Linked DNA regions of Triticum aestivum: region 2 is linked to region 1. The links are chromatin contacts, called in public Hi-C maps. All regions are on one chromosome and are shown on one strand. Each heading gives the region's core, a stretch centred on a gene start, on an enhancer-like site or on the middle of the called end of the contact. The rest is flanking DNA. Distances are from core to core; before and after follow the strand shown. Region 1 holds the start of LOC123093226 (serine/threonine-protein kinase EDR1). Region 2 holds the start of LOC123093227 (leucine-rich repeat extensin-like protein 5).

What was found. A called contact is a pair of places that touch in the nucleus more often than the background predicts.
Region 2: a Hi-C map of leaf shows a contact between it and region 1, with 4 times the contacts expected there. The contact joins the promoter of LOC123093227 here to the promoter of LOC123093226 in region 1. A contact is called at or near these places in 2 of 5 Hi-C or Micro-C datasets (both in leaf).

What each region holds. Positions count from the first base shown.
Region 1 is chr4B:555,014,761-555,020,613 of IWGSC CS RefSeq v2.1, forward strand. It overlaps LOC123093226 (serine/threonine-protein kinase EDR1), which reads left to right and starts at 3,123. Exons shown (of 13, transcript XM_044515134.1): 1 at 3,123-3,791; 2 at 4,718-5,140. The coding sequence starts at 3,369.
Region 2 is chr4B:555,260,550-555,266,402 of IWGSC CS RefSeq v2.1, forward strand. It overlaps LOC123093227 (leucine-rich repeat extensin-like protein 5), which reads left to right and starts at 2,469. Exons shown (of 4, transcript XM_044515135.1): 1 at 2,469-2,657; 2 at 2,759-2,891; 3 at 3,119-4,607; 4 at 4,699-5,030. The coding sequence starts at 3,154. The coding sequence ends at 3,726. LOC123095208 (a long non-coding RNA gene) reads left to right here. Exons shown (of 3, transcript XR_006446125.1): 2 at 695-795; 3 at 902-1,243.

The DNA.
Region 1 (5,853 bases), core at 1,873-4,372:
CACAGAACTAGCTCCAATTCATCAATATAATGTAGGCATGTATTCCGTATATAGTCATGCGTGCTTACGGAGAAGAACTTGCATGACATCTTTTGTCCTACCCTCCCGTGGCAGCGGGGTCCTAATGGAAACTAAGGGATATTAAGGCCTCCTTTTAATAGAGAACCGGACCAAAGCATTAGCACTTAGTGAATACATGAACTCCTCAAACTACGGGAATCACCGGAAAGAATCTCAATTATTGTCACCTTGGGGTATGCGGATCATAACTCGTAATAGATGTCTACAACTTGCAAGATAGGATAAAGAACACAAATATATTCATGAAAACATAATAGGTTCAGATCTGAAATCATGGCACTCGGGCCCTAGTGACAAGCATTGAGCATAGCAAAGTCATAGCAACATCAATCTCAGAATATAGTGGATACTAGGGATCAAACCCTAACAAAACTAACTCGATTACATGATAAATCTCATCCAACCCATCACCGTCCGGCAAACCTACGATGGAATTACTCACGCATAGCGGTGAGCATCATGAAATTGGTGATGGAGGAATGTTGGTGATGATGATGACAACGAATCCCCCTCTCCGGAGCCCCGAATGGACTCCAGATCAGCCCTCCCGACGAAAAATAGGAGGCGGCGGCGGCTCCGTATCGTAAAATGCGATGAATCCTTCTCTCTGATTTTTTTTCTCTCCAGATGTGAATATATAGAGTTGGAGTTAGGGTCGGAGGAGGTCTAGGGGGCCCACAAGCCTCTAGGGCGCGTCCTAGGGGGGCGCCCCCAGGCTTGTGGCCACTGGGTGGACCCCCTCTGGTTGATTCTTTCGCCAATATTTTTTATATATATTCCAAAATATTCTTTGTGAATTTTTAGGTCATTTCGAGAACTTTTATTTGTACACAAAATAACACCACGGCAATTCTGCTGAAAACAGCGCCAGTCCGGGTTAGTTCCATTCAAATCATGCAAATTAGAGTCCAAAACAAGGGGAAAAAGTCTGGAAAAATAGATATGATGGAGACGTATCAGCCACCACATGCCCGACCCGACACGCCTACAGGGGCCACTTTTGTTCCCTCGGCAATCTCTCCCACGATGGCATGTAGCACTCCCATCCCATCCCAACAGTGTGCAGATAAATCCACCCCCACAATTTATACTTGGTGCACACATGAGCAAAAACTGGATTTTTACAACACAAACAACTTTCTAACCTAAACATCGTCGTTTCTTCCCTTCTTCCTATAATTAAGGCATCTCTTAAGAATCCTAACTACTAAAATGCTTTGCTCGAGGAGTATAATGCATTGTTATGGAATGACACTTGGTCTTTGATTGCTCATCCTATAAGTGTGAATGTCATGACAAGCAAATGGATCCACCACTACAAATTTCGAACCGAGACTTTAACGCGGTACAAGACTCGGTGGGTGTTACAGTTTTTACCCAACAGTCTGTCATCGACTACAGGGAGACATTTAGCCGAGTGGTCAAATACGCGATGATCCTCATCATGCTCGACATTCCTTAGCTCTTCTTGGCCTATCCATCAATGAGAAGCGCCTTCTTGCATGGACATTTGGCTGAGATCATGTACAACAACCAACCATTCGGCTTATTTGACTCCTTTCGTCCATCGCACCGTCTACTAATCACTTTATGGCCTACAACAAACCCCCGAGCATGGTTTCCTCGTTTCACCACCTACCTTGTGTCCATGAGGTCCGTCACTTTGAAATCAGACTCCTCCCTCTTCATTTTATATTGAGATACATCTGTCGCCTACCTTCTTATCCACGTAGATGATATCATCCTCACGGCTAGCCACGTTCCCCTTCTCCTCAACATCATTGGCTCTCTCCAATGATTGTTTTCCATGTTCGGTTTATGGGGGCTCCATCACTTCCTGGGCATCAACATACGTCGAAATAGCAGAGACCTATTTTCTTTTTACCAAGAGCAATATGCTAGAAATCCTAGATCGTGGCGTCCACCTCAACGTCAATCCTATCACCACACCGATTGACACCAAATCCAAAGTTTTCGCGTTGAACAATGCTCCTTTTTCCAGTCCCACCCACCACTGTAACATAGATGGTGCCCTATGGTACTTAACGCTCACCGCCCCGTTTTTTCCTATGTCGTACAACAATGTTGCTTATCCAATCATGATTGTGGAGAAAAACACCACCAGCCAGCCAAACGAATCATCCGCTACTTAAGAGGCACGATGCACCTTGCCCTGCAAATTTAACGCTTCTCCGACGATGATCTCGTGACCTTTTCTGGTGGCGATCGGGCAGGGTGTCCAGACACGCGCAAATCTGTGTCTGGTTTGTACATCTTCTTGGACAACAACGGAACATTGTTTCGCGGTCGAGCCATCGTCACTAACTCTATGGTGTAATCCTCTGGCTGCACAACTCCCACCACACTCTGGCATCTCATACAATGAGCGACTATCGTCTTCTACGACAACATAGCAGCGATGTGGCTCTCGAGCAACCCCGTCCCGCACCAACACATCAAACATGTCGAAACCGACCTCCACTTCGTCTGCGACCGGGGTCTCTGTTTTGGCAAGGTGCGTGCCATGCACATCTCGGTGAGCTCTCGGTGCGCGGATATCTTCGCCAAGGGCTAGCTGACGGCGACCTTCGACTACTTCCGAGCCAGCCTCAAAGTCCGTGCGCGCGTCGATGTGACGACGGCGGGCTGTCAGAACGGCCACCTCGACCCCTCTGGACGTCGTCATCCGAGTCAGGCGCTCTGGATCTCGTCGGAGGCCCGCCGGTTGAGCCCCCACCACGGTGGAACACGGCGCCGGCACATTGTATCCGCACATCATCCATCCTCCACATGTCCCTCTCCCGGTCGGTACCCACACACGGCACATGACCGCGCCGTGAGACGGGCCCGAGCGCACGACCCGCGGCCGGCTCCCTGCCGTCTGCTGCACTCGCGTCGCAGTCTCCAGTGGCCCCCGCCCCCGCCGCCGCCCGCCGCCCGCTGAACTTTACTCGCGTCGTGCTAAACCCGGCGGTTTCGTCGGGTAAACATCCCGGAAACCCGGCCTAAACCCGGAGGTCACCCCCACAGCACCGCGTTTTCGCAGTCTCCCCCCTCGGAAACATCTGTGCCCGCTCGCCCGCTCGCTTACCCAGCAAGCTTTCCCCACCTTCCCCCGCCCCGTCCCCTCCTCCTGGCGGTGGCGACGCGATCACGACACGGAGACTTTCTGTCACCCCTCCCCGCCGATCACCGTCGCTCCACGCGCCCTGCAGCCAGCCAGATAAAAGCCTGGGGGTGGGGAGACTCGGAGCCCCTGGCCGAGCAGGGGGTTGCGAGTCGCGGAGATGAAGAACCTGTTCAAGAGCAAGATCAAGTGGCAGCACCGGTCCAACGACCCCGCCTCCTCGTCGCAGCCGCAGTCGTCGGCGACCTCGCCGGCGAGCTCCCCGTCGGGGACGGCTCCGGCGCCCGCGTTGTCCTCCGCCGCGGCGACGCCGACGGCCTCCGCCCCGGTGGCGACGACGCCCATGGCGGGGGTTGGTGGTGGAGGGGGAGGCGCAGCGGGCGGGGACGACTACATGTACTCGGAGGAGGAGTTCCAGATGCAGCTGGCCATGGCGCTGTCGGCGTCCAACAGCGACTGCGCGGGGGACCGGGACAGGGACCAGATCAGGGACGCCAAGCTCATGAGCCTCGGCGGGGGCGACCGCTTCGCCGCCGGCCGGGACGACGGCCACACCGCCGACTCGCTCTCCCGCCGATACTGGGTGAGGCTCCACTCCTCACACCGGCGAATTCCATTTGAGCTGAGATGGAATGCTGAACCGCACAGTTCTCTAATGAGATAGTAGTACTATTAGGTTGCAGTTGCTTAATTACGCCAGTTTTCAGAATTGACACACTTAATGTGGAGCAAGACTCATGATTCAAACAAATGTCTAGCCAGATTCCGGTGGTGCTACTTGCTTGCTAGTTCACCTCCACCATTTACCATTTCAACCCACGATACTACTAAGTTTATCTATCATTGTTCAAATTAGTAAAGTTTTTTTAGTTGGAATATAAGTAAAGTTTTTCTGTTCATATCACTATATTCACATTTAAAATAGGTCAATGGGGGTTGTTGGATAGTAGTGGGCAGTAGCTAGATCTGGATAATTCGCAAAAAGAAAGAAGAAGAGTAGCTAGATCTGGTTTGCTGGCAAGCTTCACCTGGGTCCACAGTCAAAATCACATAAGAGGAGAGGTGCTACAAGCTACTGCAGAAGTAGAAAACACTAAGATGGCAATAGGGATCAGTGCTTGTGGTAGCAACAACAGGCTTGCTCGACCACATCAAAGCTATAGATATGCTATTTGTTACTGCTTCCTATTTATAGAGAGAAGACAGATATTGGTGTTCTTTCCTGATGCAATTCAGCTTACATGCTCAACATTCAACAAAATGTGATGTCCGTTTGTTATATACATTTGTAAAAAATATTCGCTGCTGGATCGCATCTAGCTGTTTTTCTACGTGCTGTTTTGATGCCATTCACATACTTAGTGTGCCAGATACTATTCACTGCTGCTTTGTTGTTGTAGCTATTCTCCTTGGCTAGGCAAATATCTGCGTCTTTTCCTCTTTGATTTATTAATTAATCTCAAATTCTCTGTGAGTGTATTTACAAATGTGCTCCATTCTGATTTCCAGGACTACAACTGCCTCGATTATCATGAGAAAGTTGTCGATGGTTTCTACGACATATTTGACCCCTCCATGGAGTCCTCTAGGCAGGGGAAGATGCCATCACTAGAAGACCTTCAAACAGGCATTGGGGACCTGGGCTTTGAAGTCATCGTAATCAACCGTGCAGTTGATACTGCCTTGCAGGAGATGGAGCAAGTGGCGCAATGCATCTTGTTGGACTTCCCTGTTGCAAATATTACACTCCTAGTGCAAAGGATAGCTGATCTTGTTACAGATAATCTAGGTGGACCTGTGAAAGATGCAAATGCTATGCTTGCAAGGTGGTTGGAGACAAGTACTCAGCTGAGAACCTCACTACATACTAGCTTGCTGCCAATTGGCTGCATTAAATTAGGGTTGTCTCGTCACCGTGCCCTACTTTTCAAGGTCAGCTCCCCTCCCTCTCTATGTGTGTATGTCGGGTAGTGCATGTGTAGTGCCCCTGTTGTTCCCTCAGAATTGTAGAATATCTCTCACTCGGCTGAAAACGGAGCGGAAGCGACAGAACTGAGTGCCGCCACATTTGATTTCGTATTTCTTAGCAGAAGCGGAAACCAATACGGAAATTCTGGAGATGATTACGGAAGCAGATATTGCCGGAAACGAATACAGAGCAAATACGATGCGGACACGATACAAAAGCGAAAGTTTGAAAGAACTCGAAAACCTCTTGGACCATACAAAAAAACACAACCAAACCGACAAACTTGTTAGGTTATGCGCCAAAGAAGAGGCAACAAGGTTTGACGGTGAGCAGGCGTGGAGGATGGGAGTGGCGGCGTGTAATCAGAGGGACGACGATTACAGGAGTAGTGGATGATTAGTTTTTGGTGGATATGATTTGGTTGGGCCAAAAATGTATATGGGCTGGGGCCCATATAGACTAAAGATAAACGCATATTTTCGCATGTGCAGATACAGAAATTCTGTTTATGCGGGAGTTATGCCGGAACATGCTGTTCCGTTTCTGTTTCAGCTGCTGCTGTGTAAATTTCCATTTCCATTTCCATTTCCATTTCCATTTTTGTGCTTTGTTTCCATTTGTTTACGGAATGGACGGGAAGTTTCTGCTCCATTTTCATCCCTCTGCCAGTCTTATT
Region 2 (5,853 bases), core at 1,219-3,718, 250 kb after region 1:
GTGGTTTCAAGGTTGCATTGTACTTTTTGCATAACTTAATGGTAGAATAAATCAGGTAAAATAAATCCTGGTATTGTTTTTCTTCTTGCATAACTTATCTTATCTCCCAACAGATTTGTTGGATTGGTGTGGTTGTTAGTCTTAGTTTTAGCCGTGGCTATGAAATTTTGTTGAGAAGTAGGCAAACATAGAAGTTGTTGTTTGTTGAATGAATTTGCTTATGCATCTCTTTTATTCCTAAAACAGTTGGTCAGAAAGATGTTTCACACTGGTGTGATACTATTATTTCTACCCAAGCTCTAATATTTTTAGTGCCAAGAAAAATTGATGCACCCGAACTATGACACATCTCTCTATACTGAAATTGTGGTTGTTGTTTGTCATCTGAAAACCACACTCAAGTATACATTATGGGACATAATGCCCAGAAAATAATCACCAGGCATGGATATCACTGTTGACCTACATAGTACAACATTGCATAATTTTCTGGTTTTCTGAAGGTACAACTCAGTATTATTTTTTATCATACATAGATAGAACAAAGGCCACAAGAGCTGATTTTGTGCACCTTGCTGCATGGGCACCCACTTGATTAAGATATTCTAAGTGTGAGCTTTTAGATTTCAAAATAACAAATTAGATTCTAATTATTAACCTGTGTTCAAATTGTAATGTTATCTAACTCTGACAGATTGTCTTTGAGAATAATTTGATGAACCACCATGTCGCTCTTCAATCTGGTTCCATGGGAAAGTAAATTACATCGCTCGAGCGGGTCAACATAGCCTACAGGTTAAGTGGATGCTATCACTTTATGACATCTTTTATTTATTCCCATTCATTCTACCATTGCTTAACTTTGTTTCATAAACTGTTGTTGCTATGTATGCAAATGCAGGATACATTTCTAGAGCTGAAATTTCAGGGCATCAAGAAGTAATTAACTATGCTTCAAGCAAGGAAGTTATTTGGTATAACTTTTTTGAGGACTAATTTACTAGCTTAATGTTTGGAAGTTAATGAGCTGCAGATATGGCATGTGCGTACACGAAGACCTGATGCATCAAAGCTCGGTGTGGACACCTCTTCTTACATGACATGTTTGTCGACAACTTATCCGAGCTTCAATTTCCAGAATAAAACACATGTTTTTATTTATTATGGTTTCTTCTCTTAGATGACCAAACATTTTGCAGATGTTGATTTTTCATTTCCTTCCAACGCCATTAAATCCCAGTGTTTTCTAATTGAAATGGCTCCCCTCAGTATCACTCCCCTCAGTTTTTGGAGGAACATGGTGCTATTTGGTGTTTTTGGTTGTGGAAAAAATGTCATTAGTCAGGCACTTTCTAAGGTGGTCAGCTGACTGCTCTGTTGTCATGGATGTGGGAAAATCTTTGTCTATATTTTTTTGGGGTACCATCTCTATACCGTCTATTGAGTTTGAAAATGTCCGCGGTACTCCAATTCAGAAGCTCTGGTTTATGTGGGATGTGGGGAAAGAGGAAATGAGATGTCTGATGTTCTCATATATGGATTTTCCCCAATTGACAATGACATTGCCTGACATGATGTGAAGAATGGAGCCGCTTAAATTCCATGGCAAGCTCATCATGGTCGCTTTCTTACTCCAGATGGGTGGGAGGGGGACATGGAGGAAGAGGGAGCCGCCCAAGGACATGATGGTGCGGCCACTGGAAGCGCTATTCTTCCTGCCCTCGTCCTCCGAGAACGACGGGGACAACGGAGGTGGCGTCGGCACTATCCTAACAGGGGGGGGGAGAAGAATGGGAAACGGGAAAGAAAGATCGCGTTCATGCGTGTTGTCCGTGTGTGTGTCGGTCAAGTTTTTAATGGGCCAAGCCCAAAAAATAGTGCAAAACAAATTACAAATGAAATATTATATTGCAAAAAAATGTTCGTCACCATAAAAATGATTCCATTTTAAAAAATATTGTTGAAATTAATAAAAAAACACCTTCTCAAAACAAAAGAAATATTCATGTTTTTCCGAACAACAAAAAATAAAATTGATTGAAAGACTATTTCATACCAAAAAGAAATACTTGGTGTAACCTTATTTCTGACGTTTGCAATAATTGGGTTAAAAATGTGTTTCACAATTGCATGTGGAGCAAGTTATATTTAATATTTCGCCCGGTGCAACGCACGGGCATTTGTACTAGTATATGTAAAAATTTCACGCCGGCCCAAGATCCAACGACCCATCACCGCCCATCCACACAGACCCAAGATCCAACGACCGGGAGGCCCCCAGGCCCCAGTACACGTGGAAGAGCTTTCAATTCACGGGGCGGAGCAGCGCACGGGCTCCTCGTCCTCGGAACCGAGGCGTCCGCTATCAAATCCGCCTTTGCGCCGTCCGTTCCGACTTTCAAGTCCGGCGTGGCGTAGCTCATCATAGAGCAGTTGCTGCCTCCCCTTCAACACCCCACTCCACCCCCCACCCCCACCCCCTCCGCTCCCACCCACCCACCCAATCGCCCCCCTCCATCCCCTCTCGCGAGGCACACAGATCTCGCCTCGCCTCCACCAGCAGCGGCAGCCAGATCCGTCCGTCCGGCCGCCCCGCGAGGGTCCATCCGCCGATCCCCCTCGACCCTCTCGCCGCCGGCCGGTGTCTCGTCTGATCGGTGAGTCGCGGAATGCTGCTCCGTGCTCGTGAGTATGTAGTTCCCAGGATTTCTGTTAGGCGGTTTGGTTTGATCGATCGCGATGGGGTTCGTGGATGCAGGAGCGTGCGTGCGCTCGCGTGCGGCGGCGGTTAGGGACGGCGGAGACAAGCGCGGAGTCGATCTGAGAGGGAGGGGCGAACCCCTTCGCGCTCCTGTGGGTTTCGATCTGTTCGTCGGGTGTAGATCCGGAAGGTATCGATCCATCTGTCCTCTGTAGATCCACGATTCTGCTAATATCTGCTATCTATGTTGTGGTTTGCGATTTTGCACAGTGAAAGCGTAGTTTTGCGCATGATTGTTTCCATCAAAGTCGATGTTTTTGTTAAGTTTTCAGTGCCGCTAGTGTTGTGATCAATAGTGCTGTGATCAAAATGGCATGTTCAGATGTTCTGATGTGCGTTTCATTTGCCTGGCACCAGGGCTTGGTTCGATCTGCCACTTACGACTTGGCGCCATGGAGACTCTGGTCATCTCGCAGCAGCGCAGCCACCACCACCACTCTGGTCGCCGGAGGAAGCCATCCCCGCACACCTCGTCGCCTCAGCCCATGCGTGGCTACCACGCCTTCAACTGCCGTGCCTTCCACTCCAGTATCAGCATCGGCATCCTGCCGTCCCCGCCCCCACCCCCACCTCCGCCTGCCCCCCGGGCTCGGACCTACTCCCCGGAGCCCAAGACGCCCAAGCAGCAGCTGCACAATGGCAAAAAGCGCAGCAGGGCGATTCCTATAACTCCATCAGGATCTCCTCCTTCCCGTCCCGAGCTTTGGGCTGGCCCGGCATACTCCAATTCGCCGCCACCCAGCTCGCTGCCTATTCCCAAGTTCTCACTCCACCAGAAGCGCAGTGTATCGCTTGAGTTGCCACCTGCTGATAGGCCAGAGCATGTGGAGGTGCTTGTGCATGCCAAGTCTGCACCTTCGACACCCACTGCTGGCTCAGGACTTGGCTTCTTCGGTGACAATGATACTGCCATTGCCACGGAGAATCTGAGGAGGATCCTTAATTTGGAAATCACCGAGGACTGAATGATGGGGGCATCACCGTGTACATAGGTCATCAGCAACTAACCTTGGGTACTTTGTATAAAGTAACTTAGAATAGCAGCCTTCCACCTAGATTCTGCATCAACAGGAGTACTGTTAGGTGTGTTAGCAAGCACATCATGACTCGCGGGAAGCTGCCGTGAAGGATGTGGTGGTGGTGGAGACTGTTGGGGTGGAGAGAGCACAGCAGTTTCAGAGTCACCTTGTAGCTTGTGTTCACCTATAGGGTTCCAACTTTCTTTAGGTGTTAGATCTTCATTCCCATCCATGGTCAGTGATCCATTAGTGGTTGGTAGTCTGCGTGATCCTAGCTAGTAGGAAACTGCAGCAGGCAGGGGTAGGGTAATAAGTTCTGTTCTACTGTTAGATAACTAGAGTTTACGCTCCAGCATCTGTTCCCATCTTATATTCTGTAGGATGTCTGCATATTATATTCTTCCGATACATACATTCTGCCTCGCCATCTTGACACTCCTCTCACACCGACTTCCCTGGTGCTCTGCAAAGAACACAAGGATCTCTCCTCGCTGGCTCTTCTGTATTTTTTGGAATGAAGAAGCCAGTGGAGGTTCAAGAAGCCCCCCTTCGATGCCCTTTCTCCCTCATCTGTCAACTGACTTTTATCTGCACATCTCCCCTCCCACCTTAGTTTGTTGCATATGTAGCATGTCAGATCCCCTCCCCTGCCATCCAATCTTCATTCCATGCATATAATCTAAAGTTCCATCCAGTGGCACCTTGTGTAGATCCTCGTTCATGTTCATGTCCATGGAACATGTGGAGGGTTTGAGTTCCGTTGGCATGTTTGATAAAGGATGCAAGATTCCATTTCAGAGACCTGCGAGCGGACAAACCATAATACGGTAATTTTTTGTGTGCTGCTTCTTTAATCTTATTACATCTGTTGATTTCTGTGGCTAATATTAAAGTGATTCTTGTGCTGTGGTGCTGCAGGTTGGCTTATCCAGTGCACTTCATGGCGCACAAACCTGGGGTGCTCAGCCGAGTTTGCAATAAATCTAGTTGCTTGTTTCCTTTTTAGTTAAAGAGCAGCGCAGCTTATGCTAGACTGTTTCATTTTATGTAATGCCTGCTTGGCTAGCTGTTTCTGGTACTGTTTAAACCTTGGACCTAGTGGTGTTCCACCTTCTATGCAGATGTTGTTGCTTTCTTTGTTAGCTTCGCTTGTTTGAGCGCATAAATGCAAGACGACCTTTATGTCGGTGTTAAATTCTCTGCTGAACGTCGTGTTGTCGACCATTTGTGAAGATCAGTATGTTTTATAATCTAGTTTGTTGTTAACTTCTTTGACCTGAATTAAGTTATGTGTGTGATTTGACCTGTTTTTAATGTACTCGCCTGGTGTGATGCTTGTGTTCTCTGACTGAGACTTAAGGCATTAAGCATACTATTAGTCAGCTGGTTTTGGATTGCGAAGCATATCTCTATTATCAGGTGCTTTGCGATGGTATTGTTATTTTTTTAAAAAAGAGAAACAGAGACGTGTGTGTGTGTGTGTGTGTCAACCTATTCCTTGTTTAGGAATCATGATAGATGTAATATCACTATCAATCCAGTCTTGAAGTTTTTGAAACTTGCTGTCTTTGATCCTGTAGCTCATGATCTTGGATCCTGTTTGAGAAGAGCTTTCCAGCAGAGACGGCTTGGATTGATGTTTGAGGTGCTCCTCCTTCTGTTATTCACGATTGAATCCCAACACCTTAAAGCAAAAGGATAGTCTCAGAAAAGGCATTGAGAGTTGGAAAGGGCACAAAGATATGAGGGAGCCAGAATGATTTCCTCTGAAGAAGACTCTTAGCGTTCAACTGTCCTTTTATTCAGTTTAAATTTGCTGGAGCAAATCTTGCAGCTACTCAAACTGATTGAAGGCTCGCAATGAAAGTGGTCTATGAAAGAATTCTTTGACTATGATTGGGCCGAACAGTGGCAGAGCCTCCAGATTTGCGGAGAGAACAACCTATTTGATGGAAGTTGTATCACTGATTGCAAACGACTACAGGTCAGGGAATAGCTCAATGCAAGATCTGTCATTCCACTTATCTGACCACAGGAGAATAGTGTGTCCTTGCCCAATCTTACAACGAGCAA